2 separate regions of the Capsicum annuum genome follow, and region 1 is linked to region 2. Evidence: chromatin contacts called from public Hi-C data. All regions are on one chromosome and are shown on one strand. The core of a region is the stretch at or near the end of the contact, and the rest is flanking DNA. Distances in the headings are between cores, read along the strand shown.

Evidence for each region. A called contact is a pair of places that touch in the nucleus more often than the background predicts.
Region 1: a contact with region 2 is called in a Hi-C map of leaf, with 2.1 times the contacts expected there. The contact joins the enhancer-like site here to the promoter of LOC124896834 in region 2. A contact is called at or near these places in 4 of 5 Hi-C or Micro-C datasets (bud, leaf and placenta).

Annotation. Positions count from the first base shown.
Region 1 is chr3:232,207,625-232,212,264 of UCD10Xv1.1, forward strand. No RefSeq gene overlaps it. Among protein-coding and RNA genes, the nearest start is that of LOC107863055, 15 kb to the right of the region's middle. Within about 2 kb of position 1,832, at least 5 of the 5 cell types and tissues checked have an H3K27ac peak or open chromatin away from gene starts, as enhancers often do. A contact at or near this core is called in bud and leaf, where this site is marked.
Region 2 is chr3:232,169,361-232,174,076 of UCD10Xv1.1, forward strand. It overlaps LOC124896834 (auxin-responsive protein SAUR32-like), which reads left to right and starts at 2,011. Exons shown (of 1, transcript XM_047408675.1): 1 at 2,011-2,415. The coding sequence starts at 2,011. The coding sequence ends at 2,415.

The sequences.
Region 1 (4,640 bases), core at 582-3,081, 38 kb after region 2:
AATACTGTGTATGTATTAGTATAAGTTTATTAATGTAGTTAAAGGATAAAGTGTACGTGTTCTTGACCTTTTTTTTCAAAATAGACACTGATTTTGATAAATCCTCAAATTAAGTAAAACAAAAAATTTATCAAATTCGATAGGAAAAGATATTATAATAAAGTTTAACTAATTTAATTACAATTTCCACTTAAATAGTGTCTTTTAAGTTTTCCCCACCTAAACTACGAATGTTACATCCCCTTCATTGTCTAGGATTATGAGTGAGAAAAAAAAATATTATTTTTTATTCTTCCATTAGTAAATTTTTGCTTTGATCTCTACAATGTGTGATTCACTATATCAATTATTTTAATTAATTTACAATGTACATTCTTATTTCGTCACATAGAAAATATATTATATTTTGTTGTTTTTTATAAGTCAACATGCCATATCACTAATTAAGTAATGAGTCGTGTTAATAAAAGCATCAACGACATGCATTTTAAGTAATTGAAGAACCAAACTCTTAGCAAGGGGTATTGAAAATAACTTTTCTATTTCATAACGATAAAATTTGGGAAATATTGGATTATATGTTGAAATTAATGACCAGAATTTTACTAACCCAATAAACTCTACTTCATCTATCTGAGGTAGTGGGATGCACTGCGTATATTTTACCTTTCTCAGACCTTGGATGGATTTTTGCCTCCTCAAACCCTACTTAATGGGAATACACTCGGTATGTTGTTGTTGTATTTATCCATAGTAATTTACATCTATTTTATTTACGTTCATTTGTCAATATTAGATGATTTATAATTAATAAAATTATCTTTTTCATTTACTAACATATTTACTAAAAAAGCCTTGTCTCAAAATAGTCGACATGTTTAAAAGAATTATTTTTTTTCAATTTTAATTAAAGTAAATTTAACCAAAATTAAATAAGGTCATATTATGAATTTACACTTCAAAAATAAATAGAATCATATTATTAATTTATCCCCTTTATTAATTCCTTCTTAAAGATTGAGTTAGAATGTTAAATCAAACATAAACCACTAAATTTTACGGAACAGTAATTACGATTTCCAATTGGATAAGGCCTTTTATTTTGTTCCTACTTGGATAAGTCTTTTAGTACTACTACCCACCTAAAATATGACACACTCATTATTCTCCAACTTTCTGTAGAATTATAATAAAACCTAAAAAAGTGTTTATTACTACTAGCTAAACCACCCCCCACCCCCAAACACTATATAAATAACAAACGCCCCTCTCTATCTCTCTCTCTCTCTCAAACACTGCAGATTTATTGACCAACACAATCTCTTTTATTTTCACATAGAAAGATTATACACATATATTTATGCGTTACAATATTTCAACAACGCCACTATTATTATATATTACATAGATGAGATCATGAGCAACGTTCCAAGATGTTTAACAGATTCTTCTTTTACTCTCTTCAAATTGGCCATCTCTTCTTCTGATCCTTGGCCTTTCTCCTTCTTCTAACCCCCACACAAATTAACAGATCTTTTTCTACGATTTTCGTGATAAAATCATCTATGGGTACTGGAGAAAAACATCATCATCTGAATTTCCATTTTCACGTACCGTACATTAACTTCCATCATCATAGTAATCATGGGAAGAAGGAATTGAAGAATATACCAAAAGGGTGTCTAGCAGTTATAGTAGGACAAGGTGAAGAACAACAAAGGTTTGTTATTCCTGTGAATTATATTAATCATCCTTTGTTCTTGCAGCTACTTAAAGAAGCTGAGAGAGAATTTGGATTCCATCATAAAGGACCGATTAATATCCCTTGTCATGTAGAACAATTTCGTCATGTTCAGGGATTGATTGCTAAGGAAAATCCACATCATCATCATCACCATTCATGGTGCTTCAAGGCCTGAACACTTTTCTTTAGCCCGGCCCGGCCCGGCCCGGCCCTCGGGTTACTTTTGTTTTTTTGTTGGTTAGTTCTATATGGTAGGTGCTTCGAACGATGTAAATTTTTTTTTATTTTTTTTGTCGTTACATGCTCTGTTCCGAGATGTTCATGTACCCAAAAGTGTGGTGAAAGAAGATGAACAAGTTGGAATAATATTTCATGATACAGATTTTTATTTTTATTTTTTTGCGTTTTACGTTCTGAATTTCTATTAAATCTACTTCTGTTTTAGTTAATTTTAATAAATGTCCTTTTATATAAGAATCTAGATGAGTGTATGGCTTGAAAAAATAAATTGTGTTAATTAATTTGGCATTTTACTCAATAAACTCCCTTTTTTTCGATGATTCTTGAAAGTTAAAGCAGAATAATTAAAGAGTGCAAATCTTGATTTCCATTTTTGCGTACAAGGTGATTACCATTTGTTTGGTGTAAAATTTTCCTCTTGGAGTTTATCTCAATGTCTCCCCTTCTTTTTGCAATTCTCTTCTCGTTAGGAAATTAGGATAGACGGTGAGTAGAATTATCAAAACTAATACAAGAATTACACTGAATATGTTGTTGTTGTCGTTTGAGAGTATTGAGTGATTGAAGAAAGATGCTTCTCCACAAAGGGTTTATTGGTGGGAAGGGAAGGGAAGATAGGTCCGCACCACCTTATTGCAAATGTATTTTTGTCCCTTTCTTTAATGTCGACCCTTTTGTCACTAAAAATCTCTCAAATATGGCCCATACTTAGTTTTCAAATTTTTGTGGTGCTACTTTTGATTTATTTACAAAATTCTTGGCTTCCTTTCTATGGGAGATACTACTGCAGTGGTAGATGATGTGTTGTCTCAATTGTTTCCTTGTTTTATTGTTTGACATATAATTAGTCTACTGATATTCGAGATTCACTGGCACAACTAATTTAGGTTGGCCGTTGGCGTAAATTAGTTTGGCGTTAGCGTAGATACACTAGATTCACTGGCACAACTAATTTAGGTCGGTCGATGGAGTAAATTAGTTTGGCGTTGACGGCGTAGTTATTCGAGATTCACCGACACACTGGCACAACTAATTTAGGTCGATCGTTAGAGTAAATTAGTTTGGCGTTGGTGTAGTTATCAGAGATTCACCGACACAACTAATTCAGACCGGCCACTGACATAAATTAGTTTGGCGTTGGCGTTGGCGTTGCGTAGGCCTTACTTAAGGAGAACATGAAAGCACTTCCTATTATGTTTGGTTCATTCCGAAGCTCGAATCGAAACTATAATAATGCATTTATAAAGTTTGCGAAGGTTGTATCTACTGGACTCTCATAGGAAGTACATTCAAGTTCTCCTTAATGTAGTGTTTGGGTAAAATAATAATAAAAAAAAATTTAAGCACTTGTTTTTAAGCCAAAATAACAAAAATAAGTTAAAAGGCATAAGTTAGAAATTCTAACTTATGATGTTTGACTTATAAGTTATAAGTCATAAGCCCATTCAAACAGGTTCTAAATAAAGCCTACGCAACACCAACGCCAAATTAATTTACGCCAATCTAAATGTCAAACTAATCTATGCCAATCTAAATTAGTTGTGCCAGGAAATTTTGAATATTTATCTCTATGAACTCTTAACGAAAATTTGTAGCTTATATGAGTTGGATGTTGGAAATATTAGAGAAGCACTCCAAATTAGAGAAGCACTCCAAATTTTACCTATGTGAGGATGGATATAGGTGATTGCTTTGATGCTACCTACAAGAAGTTTGTTTTCTAAACACTCATAAAAATTGAAATAGAACAATACCTTGATTGAGTTATTTTATTTTCCTTAAGCTGCCATAATTTAAGTTGAAATTTATGAAGTAAAAATTAATGCTTTATTAGGCGAAGGTCTAATTCATAGCATATTTTCATTATTGCATTAATAGTTTCTCTTCCGCATGCCGAGATCTTTGATTAAGGAGGGTGATCCTATCCTGAATTATTTATTGTTACTAAGATAATCAGTACTATATTTTTAAGTTAACATGCTTTGAGAACATGATTCATTTTGGATTAATTCTTTGAAAACAATATTCTTGAAAACTGCATAGAAACTTACCTACCCTTCTTTTTACAAAAGGGATTTCCATATAGAGTGAGAGATTAGTGTATGAATCAAGACTAATGATTGTTTTTCTTTGCTTAATGCTCCACTACAAAATGGTGTTTAATGGATTTCATAATTAATCATGATGTGAATGAGAAGACTAAATTAAACAAGAGATTTCTCAAGAATCATGTAGGGGCCATGTGCTAGAATTTTTCTTAGCCAAAGTTTGAAAATTTGTTGAAAGAAGATGCTAGATTTTCTCAAGTTGCTACAACGCCAAAAGGATGAACTGTAAGCAACTATAACTTAGACTAAAAGGAAAGTGGGATTCTCTTCTCTCCTCTCCCACACACATGGGAAATTTTGGATGTCAAAAATAGCATTTGACTTTGGAATTTTTCAATGCATTTTTCACAAATTGCTTTACTACTAATCATATTTAATTTGTGTCTTCTTGTTACTGGTCTTCTTTTAATACAATTCCGCTCTTCAATTCAATTGAAATGTGGATATTGGCGGAGCCACTTTAAGAGAAGGTGGTTCAGTGCATATCTTTTATCAAAAAAATTATGTGGTATACAAACGATAAACTTTAGTTTTTATATGCACACCTT
Region 2 (4,716 bases), core at 761-3,260:
TGGTTTCCGTGAAAGAAATGAGAGTTGAAAATCGTCTAGATTTTTGTCAAGAAAATATTACTAATCCGAAAAGTAAGGTAGACCTTCTATGTAGAAAGAGTTTTAAGTTTTGTGCATGTATAAATTATTCTAATATGTTATGTAAATTTAATTAGCTATTGCAAGTTAATTAATTTTTTACATAAATTTTTTTTTGTGTAACTTATAATAGTAGATCAATTTTACTGATAGTATCAAATATTTTATAAAATAACAGTGCATAAAATTTAAATTTCATTAAAAAAAAATTACAAATATTTTTATGTTACTTGAATAGCATTACATTCGGAAATAATTCAATTCCTGATCTATTAAGCTTGGATAATAGGAACAAGAAAGAAAAAACGTACTTAATAAGTAGTAGATTGACCTAAAGGTCGGAACAACCACTATGCCGAAAAAATCAAAATAATAATAAACTTATGGGCATTTAACAATTTCTAAAGTTATTGGTTTTTAGTTTGAAAGAATCACACCAGTATATGTAAAATTATAGCCAAATGAAGACAAATCATATATTTTAAAAAATTGGTCTTCCAAAGGTTCCCACATCCATTTCTTTCCAATCTTAATGATATTTTTTTCGTATTTTTTACGTGTGACTTAACATCATATTTATTTTAATTCCTAATTGATACTTTTACGACAAAGAAGTTACAAGCGATAATTTCACCGAAGGTCAAATATACACATGCAAAATAATACGGATATAGAAGCTTAGATATTCAATTCAAACCCAACCTTTTTCATAAATAAACACTTAAGCCCGTTCAAAGGCCAGCCGTTACCGTGATATGAGCTGAATATGCCATTTTTGACCCATGCTTTTGCTGAATAATATAGTTTGACCCCAATTGCCATGTCAAATTGCAAAACGAGTCCTCATCCTTATCTGCTGGCGTGTGCCGTTAAAAAAAAAATTGAAGAAATTTCAGAAATAATGATACTTTAAATCTGATCATTAATTTAGTAATAATTCGGTTAGTTGTCAAATGTAGCAATAATTCAATATCAATTTTTTATGTATTCATGTATTAATTTGTTTTGTAATTGTTCACTTGAAACTATATTAGGGGTGTTTTGATGAAATTCTTTTAAACGATTTAAAAGCTAAAAGTTAAAAGTAGGTAACAATCTAATTTTACTTTTGATTTTTGACTTTTTTTTGAGTATTTTTTAAGTCTATAGTAAACTCCTTAAGAGTTTTTTTTTAATCTTTATTAAATATCTTTAAAAATTTAAAATATTTTAAAAATAAGTCAATTCAAACACTTTCTTAATTTGTTTTGTTGCAGTTTATCCATTAATAAAAAACGAACTAATCGATATAACTTCAGCCGAACATATAAAATCCAAACTCCTATTATGTACTTTCTTCGTTTATTTTTATTTGTCACATTTAGATTTGACACCCTCATTAACAAAATAATTATTAATATAAATATTTTATTATATTGTTTTTATTAATAAAAAATAAGTAATAAATAATTTTAAATGAACAAAATATTATATAGTATATTATAAACGCTCTCTATTTCGGAGATATACATGACATATATTTGTGGCTAATAATTTTTTAATGTCGTTTTGGAGTTGTAACCTCTTTACTTAGAGGCGGCAATTAGTGGGAATTTACCTCAGTTGTTCCGCGTCTGGAACACACCTTCTCTAATTAATTAATTAAAGCGTCGATCCACGTTTGACACATTCCTCTTCCTTATGCTTACATTAATATAAATACCCCCCATTTACATTACTCTCTCATATGTCAGATTCAATCAATCTATAACTTTCTCTCAAATATAATAAGATACATAAATATATGTGTTAGTATGAGCAACATACCAAAATCTCTAACTGATTCTTCCCTCACCCTCTTCAATCTAGCTATCTCTTCTTCTGATCCTTGGCCTTTCTCTCTCTAATCAATTTTTTCTGCCTCAGTTTCCACAACCCTGACCTATATGGTCGATGGGGAGCCGAAATAAACGTCATCACCATCACCATCACCATCACCATCACCATAATCTTAATTTCCATGCTCCTCAATTGAATTTTCCATTTCACCTTCATCATGGTCATGGGAACGTTGAGAATTCGAAGGAATCGAGGGATATTCCTAGAGGGTGCGTTACGGTGTTGGTAGGTCAAGAAGAGGAGGAGCAACAGAAATTTGTGATACCTGTGATGCACATTAATCATCCATTGTTCACACAATTGTTGAAAGAAGCAGAAGAAGTGTATGGATTTCATCACAGTGGTCCTATTAATATACCTTGTCATGTCGAGGAGTTTCGTTACGTTGAAGGTATGATTGACAAGGATAACGCCTCCCATCATCAACACCACCACCATTTGTGGTGCTTCAAAGCCTGATTTTCTATTGCCATGAGCAGTTGTGTTTCCATTTGACTTTTTTGTACTTAGTTGTATATGTAAGATAGTATAATATTATGAATGATGATGACGAAAATTATAACGATGTTCAGTGTAAACGGGAATGATTATAAAAATTGATGTATATGCAATTATAATATAATATAGCTGTCACTTGGTACTTGTATGTCTGATCTTTAATTTTCAGATGGTTACTCCATTATTGTTTTTTTATACACATGATATATTACTACAAGGAGGTGTCCGGGGGATTATTACAAGCACAAACATTGCAAAACATAAAATGGCATAAATCCGAAAAGTGGGATGAAGGCACTAAATCCTCCTCTATGTGTACATACAAAGGAAGGAGCTTTGAATTAAAGGGACAACGAAGATGGTCATTCAACCCCTATAATGAAATGATGACTATAAAAATCTTCTAATATTTAAAACTATTCACACAGTCGTTGTACCTTTCTAGATTTGTTTGCGCTAACTACACGATCAAATTGAGGGCGGAAAACTTGGCGTTTGTATAATGGAAAAGTACTCTAGTTTCTATATGCACTCGAAGGAGATATTATTCGGTCAAGTTGCTTTTGAAGTAGTTGCATGTAAACGTTAAAATAAAAAGGTGCAGCTCCATCAGTTAGATTGTGGGGAAGAACCACACAAGAAGTGCATTGTAAACTTTATTATAATGAACAATAATTGGTGATCTGATACAAATACTAAGCATATTTTAATCGGTGAAACTTTTACTATACTAGTACATATATTATTTAAATCCTTTGGAGATTAGTTGCCACTTGGCTCAAAAATCAGCTTTCATTTATATTGAAAAATCTGTGAAATATGAAAAATCTTGGCTATTCTACAATGGTGGAATATCTTATAAGATTAGTTATTCCATCTTTTATTTATATATATTAGTACGAAATTAGTTATTATAAGATTAGTTATTCCATCTTTTATTTATATATATTAGTACGAAATTAGTTATTGTTCAAAATTAATGACGAACTAAATTTTTACTAGGAGTTCGGAATTTGAAGAAAAAAATTTAGAAAGAAGTCCAATGGGTACAACATTTACTATAAAAAGTAGTAACTTAAATTGTGTATAAATAGTATATGATTTCTTTTTTAGAAGAAAAAAGAGCCTGAGAGATATTGAATGAACCTCTCAATCCTCCACCCCTATCCTAAACCAAATATGAATATAAAATTAATTTCAAATTTTTCTTGCTATTATTATCCGTATCTCCCATGACATGAGTACCACACAGTTCATATTTTGATGACTTTGGGCGGTGACTATAATATCCTCAACTGTCGGCAATTCCGTAGAGACAACTCATTAATTTCATGTCCTCTGTCTAATTATATCCTCCTTCAATTGACATAGAAGATTATCATCTATCAATTTTTGTATTTTGGGTCACCAAAAACAACAGATGGCCCAAAATCTATTCGATTTTATCCCAAGAATTGACTCAAAATAAAGGACGACGTACGTCTCCCACAGTGTAAAACTAAGAAGATTATGTCTCAGAGTTGTGAATAATAAGCCGAAGGAAGATGATGGAAACTTTGGTCATTCATGTAGCCATTTGTTTTTTTTTTAAGATTCAGACGCCTGAATCTAAATGCACATCTGAATGATTAAAATGTTGTCTCTAGATCTGAAAACTGAATGATTAAAACTGTTTGTTTTTCAACATTTGAATGGCAAAAAAAAAAATTATTTGTATACCTAATAAAATAAAAAATAAAATTCAAATAAAAAATTAATTATATATTAAAAAATATGTAATTTAATACAATAAAATTATTAGTATTTGATTGAGAAAAAATATTTATGTTTGTTATTGATAGTGGAGATAACTTATAATGGTGGTTGAGGTGACAATGATTGATGTTAGTGATTAATATTGTTGGTGGTGATAATTGTGATGGTTGGTACTATAGTGACTGTTATGATGGTGGCGATTGATGGTGTTGGTGGTTGTTGTGATGTAACGTTACTTGATGTTAGTAGTTTAAGGTGTTGATTGTGTTGGCTGAAACATGAATGCATGATGATTGACAATGTTTTGGTGCTAGTTGGAGATGTTATTTGTTGTGATGGTAGAGATGGTTGTTAGTAGAGATAAATTATAGCGATGGTACTGATTGAAGTAGTGGTAGAGGTGGCATTACTAGTGACAATGGTGGTGGCTGCCAAAGAATGTGTAGAGGTTCTGATGTATTAGTGGTAGTTAGTGGTGGTGTTAGTTGTGATATATGAGTTGGTTGG